Regions from separate parts of the Gossypium arboreum genome. Here all the other regions are linked to region 1. A link is a contact called in public Hi-C data. All regions are on one chromosome and are shown on one strand. The core of a region is the stretch at or near the end of the contact, and the rest is flanking DNA. Distances in the headings are between cores, read along the strand shown. Region 1 holds the start of LOC108452626 (cyclin-U2-1-like). Region 2 holds the start of LOC108478501 (spindle and kinetochore-associated protein 1 homolog). Region 3 holds the start of LOC108482766 (carotenoid cleavage dioxygenase 7, chloroplastic).

The links. Hi-C and Micro-C count contacts between places; a contact is called where the count stands out from the background.
Region 2: a Hi-C map of leaf shows a contact between it and region 1, with 3 times the contacts expected there. The contact joins the promoter of LOC108478501 here to the promoter of LOC108452626 in region 1. A contact is called at or near these places in 2 of 5 Hi-C or Micro-C datasets (both in leaf).
Region 3: a contact with region 1 is called in a Hi-C map of leaf, with 2.4 times the contacts expected there. The contact joins the promoter of LOC108482766 here to the promoter of LOC108452626 in region 1. A contact is called at or near these places in 2 of 5 Hi-C or Micro-C datasets (both in leaf).

What each region holds. Positions count from the first base shown.
Region 1 is chr12:86,083,677-86,086,869 of ASM2569848v2, forward strand. It overlaps LOC108452626 (cyclin-U2-1-like), which reads right to left and starts at 1,508. Exons shown (of 2, transcript XM_017750427.2): 1 at 916-1,508; 2 at 1-220. The coding sequence starts at 1,457.
Region 2 is chr12:85,660,567-85,663,759 of ASM2569848v2, forward strand. LOC108478501 (spindle and kinetochore-associated protein 1 homolog) reads right to left here and starts at 1,624. Exons shown (of 9, transcript XM_017780960.2): 1 at 1,311-1,624; 2 at 1,073-1,197; 3 at 811-923; 4 at 171-243; 5 at 25-92. The coding sequence starts at 1,407.
Region 3 is chr12:86,368,791-86,371,983 of ASM2569848v2, forward strand. It overlaps LOC108482766 (carotenoid cleavage dioxygenase 7, chloroplastic), which reads right to left and starts at 1,556. Exons shown (of 6, transcript XM_017785878.2): 1 at 780-1,556; 2 at 5-133. The coding sequence starts at 1,536.

The DNA.
Region 1 (3,193 bases), core at 258-2,757:
TTGTCTTGATTTGATTTCCTCAGCACATCTTATAGTCCTTTCAATGTGGTATCCTCCTCCAATGCTCACTTCCCTCTCCAAGTGACTACAATAACTCTCAAACACACTCACATTTACATGCAACTTGAAACCCATCAAAAACAATAATTCAACCTCCAATTTGTTTAATTCTTTTGTTGTCAATCCACCCACTCGTGCAAAGTATGAATTCCTATAATTCCTGCTCAACAAAAAAACACTCAACCCCATTATATTCTTCCTCAAAAAAATGTTCAACTAAGGCCATTAAACTTGGTTTTATTGAAATTTTCATCTTACTACTTTATAAAAATTAAGCAATTAACCTCTCTACTTTAATTTATCAAAATTTGGTATTTGTATTTTTCAAAAATTGAGAAGCTAGTTTAATTGTTGTTATATATGGTTTGTTGATCTGTTGATTTTTGCTAATCACTTTTAGATAAATTGTCGAATTACTAACTTTTTAGGTCAATGATTTAACAACCTGTGTTAATTAATTAGACTAATATTTCAATTTTCATTTGTTAAGTAGAGGGACTTTTCTCTATATTTTTTATACATTTGCATTTTAGTCCACTACCCCTTCTACTTTACAGATATAAAATGCAATTGTTAAATTCTGATTTGTTACAATTTTTCTTTTTTTTTATATGACTATTAATTGAGTATTATTTTTATTTCAATATATCACACTAGTGAACTTAATAAAAGAATTTGAACGGTGTTAGATGGTTAACAACTAGAAATGAATTTTGAAATTTAAAAAAAAAAAAAGTAGAGGCTAAATTCCTAGAAATGAAAGTGTAGGTACTAAAGTTAAAATATAAAAAACTACATGGAGTTGATCCATATTTTAACCGCATCAGTAAAGAGAGTGAGGGAAGCAATACTCACATGTCTTCAACATACTTAGAAGCCACCATCATGGTCGTAATGAGAAGCCTATGCACATTCCGAGCAGTAATCCGAAACCCAGGATTTGCCTCACAAAACCGATCGATATATACATATGCCACAACATAAACCGACGGTCCAGCCTTGGTATATCGGAAAATTCTCTCTAGGTAGCATTGAACCGTCATGTCCGGTGCTTCATGGCAATCGAAAACTTTGCTCCTAAAATCTCTTTGTCTCAATGTCTGTCGTCCACGGTTCTTGGCATCAATCCTTTCGTTCCTAACCATTGTTCTCTCAATAAGAGAAGCAAGAACAGTGATCACCAATGGGTTATTCCCATCGTTCTTATAGGAATAAGAATAGAGATCGGATCGAAGCTTTCTTGGGGAAATTGCAATAGAAGATGAGGATGACGATGATGAAGTAGCCATTTTGGGTTTTACAGAAGAGAGGATTGAAAAGAAATGTGAGGTTTTAATGAGAATTTTATAGAATGAACTTAGCTGAGAAAGGGTATTGGTTTTCTTGAGGGCCCCCATTTGGGAGGTTGGTGGTGGAAGCCGGCCAAAAATAATGAGAATTACTTTGTTTTGGGTAAATTATACCAACATTATATTTCACTTAGTTTTAAAATTTTCAAAATAGTAATTGAATTATTCAAAAATTCTTATTTAAGTTATTGGGTTATTAAAATTGATGTTATATGTAGAAGGGAGCAATTTTAGGTTAAAATCGACTAAATCAATCTAACCAATTTAATCTATTTTAGTTTGGTTGGTTTTTCTTGTAACATCCCCCTACCCGAGACCGTCGCCGGAGTCGAGCAGGAGACATTACAAAACTTATCTTGGCACTTAAACAGTTTTCGTAGTAAACTATTTATCTGCGTCACGGTCGCTAAAAAAATCATATCTCGAGTTACGAAACTCGAAATCTAATTCTGTAAATTTTCCCTGAAACTAGACTCATATATCTACTTACTAATTGTTTTCTAGAATTTTTGGTCAGGCCAATTAGTACAGTTTATTAGAAAAAGTCTCCCCTGTTTCAGGGTTTGGCTACTCTGACCCTTGTGCACTTACGAATCAAATTTCTTCCTATACAGAAATCCAATGACTATGCCATTTGTTTCAATTAAAAATAGACTCAATAAGGAATCCATAAAAATAAAGTTTGAGTCCTAATTCTTAATACACAATTTATGGTGAATTTCTAAAGTCAGAATAGGGAATCCAGAAATTATTCTAACCCTGTTTCACCAAAACGTAAATATCTCATAAAATACAACTCTTTTACCTATTTTATTTCTTCCATATAAAAATAGATTCATTAAGCTTCAATTAAAAATTTTATTCATTATCTAATTCACTTTATACTATTTTTGGTATATTTTCAAAGTTGGACTACCGCTACTGTCCAAATCTGTTTTAGTATAAAATGTTGATAACTAAGTTTATAACATCTTCATTTCTTCTCTCTACAATATTTACCAACACTTCCTCTTATTACTCTTCACTAACATATCAAAACATACCATACTTAAGGTTTTGGTAACATTTACAAAACATACCAAAATATCACTTAACAACTTAGATACTTTCAAAATGACCAAAAGACATCCTAGGTACAATGCCATTTTCCAAAAGATAGAAACTTCACCAATTTGAGTTTGGGGATCGGCTTGTATCTTGAGTCCTTATACTTTTGTACCTAGCTGCGCATGACGAAACAAACCGTCTGTGAGAATACTCTCGATGGTATTTCTATAAACAATAGCTTAATCAACTTTAAAACATGGTAATTCAAACACATTATTGCTATTATTCAATATCAATCAGTTACTTTAATAACCTTTACTTTATTTACCCTTATTAACATAACTCGGACACTGACGGATACACGGATCCAACCCACACTCCGGGATAAGCACATAGTGCTTCATCGGAATAAATCCAGAACTTTAACATTATAGTACACAAAGAACTTCATCGGAACAAATCCGAAACTTTAACAGTAGTCTATACATAGTGTCTCATCGACTCAATGTCGGAATATCCCAATACTTCTAATTCTTATGACATGTCAACTACATCCGACTAGCCCGACACTGTTAATAGGGTATTCAAAATCACATTCATTTCAATATGGTAAAAATACTTACCTCATTCACATTTTCATACAATATAAATATCAAATATAGCAATAACGATTAAGCTCGGTTTATAGAAATACAAACCACTATTTATCGAATTTAATCGATATCTTCGTTCACTTT
Region 2 (3,193 bases), core at 374-2,873, 420 kb before region 1:
CTTGGTTTAAAAAGATATACTTACGAAGACAATGAATCTAATTCACCGGCAGTTATGTACCATAATGGCGGAGAGCCACGGCTTTTCTTCTCCTGCCATTACAGGAAATATAATGAAATAAGCCCCAAGTTCAGTTCCATCTATTTAGCAACTATAGTGCCATTACAAACCTTTGGTATAGCAGCAGGCTCCTCAACCATAGTGCTCTGATTAGGCTGCTGTTTACAGGCTTCAGGAACCAAACTGAGACAAAATGATGTTGCATATAATCATTATCTCTACATACAAGAAACTGAAATTAAAGTATATTACTATATAGCAAAGTTTCCTGAATATACTTTAACTTGGTTATTTTTAGTCCTGTACTTTTCAATTTTTAAAACTGCAGTCATTACCAAATGGTAGCTGTTTAAGTTTTGTTATTTCAAAATTTGATGCAACAAACATATCATCATATGTGTCATGACAGTTTGTTATTTCCATTGAGAAAAAAGCCAGATTGAAATTTTAAAAAGTATAGAAAATATGAATGATCAAATCAGAGAACATAGACTAAACCTATAACTTTAGGCATAGTACAATATTAATAACAGAATTTAACCAATAGGGTTTAACTGCTACCGGTTGGGTAAAGTCTAATATTTCAAAATTCAAAAAGTCCGGAGATTAAAATTAGACAATTCAAAAAGTAAAGGGACTAAATTTTGACAAAACTAAAATATAGAGACTAAATCACAACTTACACATAGGGACTAATGGCAGAATCTAACCTATACATAATGAGAAAAAGAAATCTCGCAATTTAATTACCCTCTATCAGAGTCCAAATTCAAGGTTGCAGTTCTTTCAGGCAAATATGAGGGTGCATAAACAGACATACTCTGCAATTTCTTCTGCTGCCGCAGCGATTTGGCAATCAGTTTCTGAAATCATCACAACGATCTCAGCTCAGCCAAAAAATTTCCAATAATATTCAAATTAACTATACTAAAAAGACCTTATTCCGAACCTTAATTTTAAAAGTTCAAGCCTCTAAATGAGGAAAGAACTGAAGATTTTAGAAGGAACGTACTTTGGCTTTTGGAATGGCCTTGGTTTCCTCGTGCAAGCGGTCCTTGATCGCCTTCACTTGAAGCTCCATGCCCTTCAATGCCGCATCAATTGCCGACAAATCCGTCACACTACTCGCCGGGTACACTGTGAACAAAGGAAGAGCATTAATCTTACAAGCTCTAAAGCAAAATTTAACATGGATTCCGAAAAGAAGAAAAAGGAAGGGGGAAAGAGAGCTGAATTCCGAGTTAACTCACTGTTCCTTGCAATGACGAGTTCTTGTAGCTCAGCGATTCGAGTGTTGAATGAAGATATCAGAGAATCGAGTGATGAACCGGCTTGTTTAAGATCCATCTCTGTTCTCTCCTCTTTACGAGTGGGACCGATTGGTTTCGAATGGGTAATCAATTGATTTTAGGGATTTGAGAGTTTTGGTGGGAAACAGAAAGGGGATTAGAGTTTGAAATTAGAACCAGTGATGACGAAGGTGATCCGGGGAATTGAAACAACAATTATTTTCTAACAATTGGACAATTTGAAATCCGCCAGAGACCCAATAGTAACATTTGGGATATTATTAGCCCAAACTATATGGATATTATTAGCCTATTACTCAGGCAAATTTGTTTATATTTGGGATAAAAGTAACAGTTAGTCCTTGAATTTGGTAACTTTTTTAACTTAATCCTTGAATTATTTTGCTCTACATTAGTCCTTGAACTTGGTAATTTATTTTCAATTTTAATCCATGTGATGACATGGCATTAATATTGTATCATGTCATCACCTAAAAAGCTATATTTTTAATTTAAAAAATTAGTTGATGACATGGCACAAATCTTAGAGTGTCACATCATGGACCAAAATTTGAAAAAAATTGTCAAATTCAATAACTAAATATTGTCTTATCCCTTTATACTTTCAAGGGTTAATTTCACTAAACGTCACAAAGCTATTGTACATATGTTAAATTGATCTCCGAACTTCAAAATGTTTTATTTGAGTTTTAAAAGTATTAATATTGTATCAATCAAATTCTTAGATTAGGTTGATATTCAATTTAGGCGTTAAATGTCGATTTGGGTTTGGCGTGCATTATATTCAAAACATGTTTATACCAACTATATGAATAATTTGAATCCAACTACAAAATAAAAAAAAATTAGAGTGAGAAATTGAGTTATCAATGCAATAGGTACACATATTATTACAATTTAATCCGTTATGATTTGAACTCAAACTACTCCTCGAAAAGTGAATACCCAATCAATATGCTACATTTGATCCACACTTTTCATTACTAGAAAAATTCAATTAATTATAACTTTTAAGAGGGATTTAGAATTTAAGGAAATTACTCTTCAAAATAATTTATTGTGAAGAAATACAATAAAACAAACGATTCATTCAATGTTTTTATTATTTACTTGAGTTGATTCCAAATAGTTTCCATATTCATTTGTATAGAATGTTTGTATCTACTTTTAGGAGACAAGATGCCCAAGCTTCAATATAAGTCCCTTGCCCCAAGATAAAAACTCAACCCAGCCAAGTTGATGCAACTTTATTAGCATTTTAAATGCCGGAAATCTGTGGTTTAATTAGCAAAATAAATTAATATCATGAGGACGATAATTTTCCATGATTTACAGATTAGTACTTATGAAAGCCAATACATAGATAAATTTCAAAGTGAAGTGGATCGACACGTGATGAATAAATTGCAGCAATACATTCAAAATGGTAGGTGCATTTATAATGGTTTCAATCAACTACGACCAGTTTTGGGTCCACTGATATATGTAGTCAATATTTTCTACTTACATATTATCCGGTTATTTCAGTTGGTACCATGTGCAACTGTTGCAACACAAGACTTCAAACTTTCAACTGTAGAAAACTGATCTATGTAATAACTGATGATGAACAGCCGCCGACCTCATTTAAAGAAGAAAACTCTCGACAACCACCATCACATAATCTTTAGACATTACATGCATCTACTATACATATATATCTCTCTTTCATTTACAATCCATTCCATGCATTTAATTCATCTTTTACTATTGTTGATACAAGGAGGATCTCGTCGCGGTGAGGGTGAGCCGTAGAAAAATTAGGCTGACCGGAATATGAAGGT
Region 3 (3,193 bases), core at 306-2,805, 290 kb after region 1:
TTACCATAAAATGTAAAGTTGCTTCGAGGCAGTAACATGTCCTCTGCATTACATGTTACTGCAAGTAGTCTGTTCCTTTGAGCATCAAGCTTATAATGAGACAATAATCTTTTTGGGGGCATCTTGAATACACCTATGGAGCATATTATTACAAGAAAAAAGACAACATTCAGTTGAACTATATATATATATAAATATGTTTATTACCTATGGTAGCTTCAAGGTTGGAATATTTAATAAGGGATTAAATTTTGCTATTAGTTCCTATACTTTACAAAAGTTGTGGACTTAATTCATATATTTCAATTTAGTCATCCTTATTAAACGATAACTATTGATTTCATTAAGTTCAACTATTTCTAAAATTTAATACAATAAACATATCATCATATGTGTAATGCCATGCTAGCTTATTATTTTCACATATTACTAAATAAAAATCTAGTTAATGGATTAATGACGATCATTTGCATCAAGACTAAAATTTCAAAATAAAAAAATATAGGGGCATAGAATAATCTAATTGAAGAATATGGGCTAAATATTCTAGTAAATGATGACTGGTAATTGAATTTAACTAAATGAAATTTAATCATTATTGTTTAAGTCAGGACTAAAATTTCAAATTTCTAAAAGTACATGGACTTAAATTGATCAAATTGAAGTATAGGGACTAAATCCACAAACTTCTGCAAAGTATAGAGACTTATTGCAGAATTTAGCCTTCAATAAGGTGTATGAAAATTGTCATATTCAATGCTAAGGACATACATACTTACCATGTAACACCGGCTTCAACAACCGGGCGGCTACGTCGAATAAATCACCGGGCCCCCGTTTCTCGGCGGATGGCGGGGATTCATTTATCACATTAAAACTGCCAACGGTATCCAACGTCTCCGATTCGATCTGGTAAGGATCACCACCTTCCCATAAACACAAAAGCTTTCCACCCCACTTCAACACACTAGTATTAGCTACATTTTTCATCACCTTAACGTTACCAAGTTTTTTACCCCCTTTTAAGACCGAAAATGGACCGCGGTGCGTAAACCGCCACGAGCCGGTCACCGGATCGCGTTCTTCAACTTGAGCTTCGGTCTTTATGTACTTAGCCGTGAATTTAACTTCTTTGGGAACACCATCGATGCTAAACGCTCGAAGGTAACCGTGACCATCTAGAGGGTGCACGGTCGAGCCGTGATCATCGACGAATAACCCCGGACCGGTTAAGTAATACGTACCGGAAGGGAAATCAGGGGGGATCGTACCTTCAACGACACGGAGTGTGATCGGCTCAGACGTTTCCGACCGTTGCGAGATGAATAGAAACTGATAGTCCCAAAAAGCAGCCATGGATTCATCTTTGTCTGGTATTGTTAAAGGACCAGGAACATGGTGATTATCATCAACAGGGCTGGAAATAGATGTGGCTTGTGGTAGTTTTCTTGGTAATGATGGTTGATGTAGGTAAGAAGGGAGCTTTAAAGGCGAATGAAACATTGTAGGAACAATATGGAATATTTTTGCTTGCATTTTTTTTTTTTTTTGTGTGTGTGTGTGTGTGTGAATGATGATTGAGTACTTATATATACTACGTAGCTTATGGGAAGGTGTGGCAATAATTTTTGCATAGAATAAAAAAGTCATGGGATAGTCGCGGAGCCAAAAATATTTTTAGGAGTACGGAATAAAATTTATAATTTTATAGTAATAAAGTGAAATTTTATCATTTTAATAGTTTATATCTTTATAATTTTTAAAGGATTAAAATATTTTTTCTTATTCTTTGAGGGTCAAATATAATTTTATAAACATTATTAATTCATATATACATGAGAATAAAAAATCTTTTAAAATTTTATAAACATTATTAATTCAATTTAATAAATTAAAATCTAATAGTAATATGTATATATGTGACATGATATTGGAATTAATATATATACACGAATGTTGGCCACTTGACCTATTCTAATTTCCATGGAATTTTCTGGTAATTACAGATTTGCCAGTGGTATGGTGGTTGCTGGTGTGATAATGCGTTGGACTATCATGGAAGACAAGAATGTTGCACCATGGAAATGGCAGACAAAATATGTGTTTTGTTTTGTTTTTATTTTCAGTTTGTTTTCTAATGTGAAGGCAAGAGCACATAAAACAAAGTAACCAAAAAAGACCTCGATTATGGCATTACTGTAATAGATATTTACTATGTCCCAAAAGCAAAATAAATTGTATATATTTACTGCTTAATTACTGTAATATTCACAAAACTGTTGGGGGAAATTCAACAAAACCATTAAAACTGTTGGGGGAAATTCAACAAAACCATTAAAGGTGTTCTGTTTAAGTACAATGGAGACTATAATAGGAGTCGTGTTATATTTTACTCTTTTTATTGAAAAATTGGGTAATTTACTCCCTCTATGTTTGTTGATATCGGGAATTAGTAAGGGAAGAAACAAAGGGGAGATGGCGGTGGAGGAAAGGAGGCCGATTCACCTGAATCAGGAGAAGAGCTGAAATATGATAAAGACAAGAGAGGAGGAGATTGACGGCTTGGTATGTTGCTAGGATTGCTGAAAACGAGGGAGGAGTCCCCTCGTCGTGCCTTGGGGCATTTATAGGGGAATCGGACAAAGTTCTATCACCAATAAACTTTGGATATGATAAATATGTGGCCAGCCAAGTGGCAAGACTACCGTTTACGACTCTAATATTTCTTTTGTTGAGATAGTAAAGAGATTATTAGACCTCAATGGTTCCTAGGTGATCCCCCCTTAAGGAGAGTACACCTGCTAATAGTGGGTGGCCAAGGACAGGTGATCTTCCTATGAACTACATGGAGTATTCAGGAGGCCAATCACTTAGTGACTGGTCGAATGTGAGGCAGAGGGCCATCTGCGGGTGCTCCTTAAATATATTCTGGTAGTGCCACGTGTCTAAGTTGGTAGGGGTGTAACAACATTATATCAAATAATAAACTAGTCATTTTGTTAAAAATTTTATTTATTTCTTCTATTAAAAATTTATTTTTGTACATTAGCATGAGATACACGTCTAATTATTCTGTTAGCTATGCCACTTTTAACAATACAATTGGATGAAAATTTTAACAGAAATAATCAATTTACTTTTTGATCTAATGTACATAGACTAATTTATCTATTTTTTTAAGTAAAAAAATAAA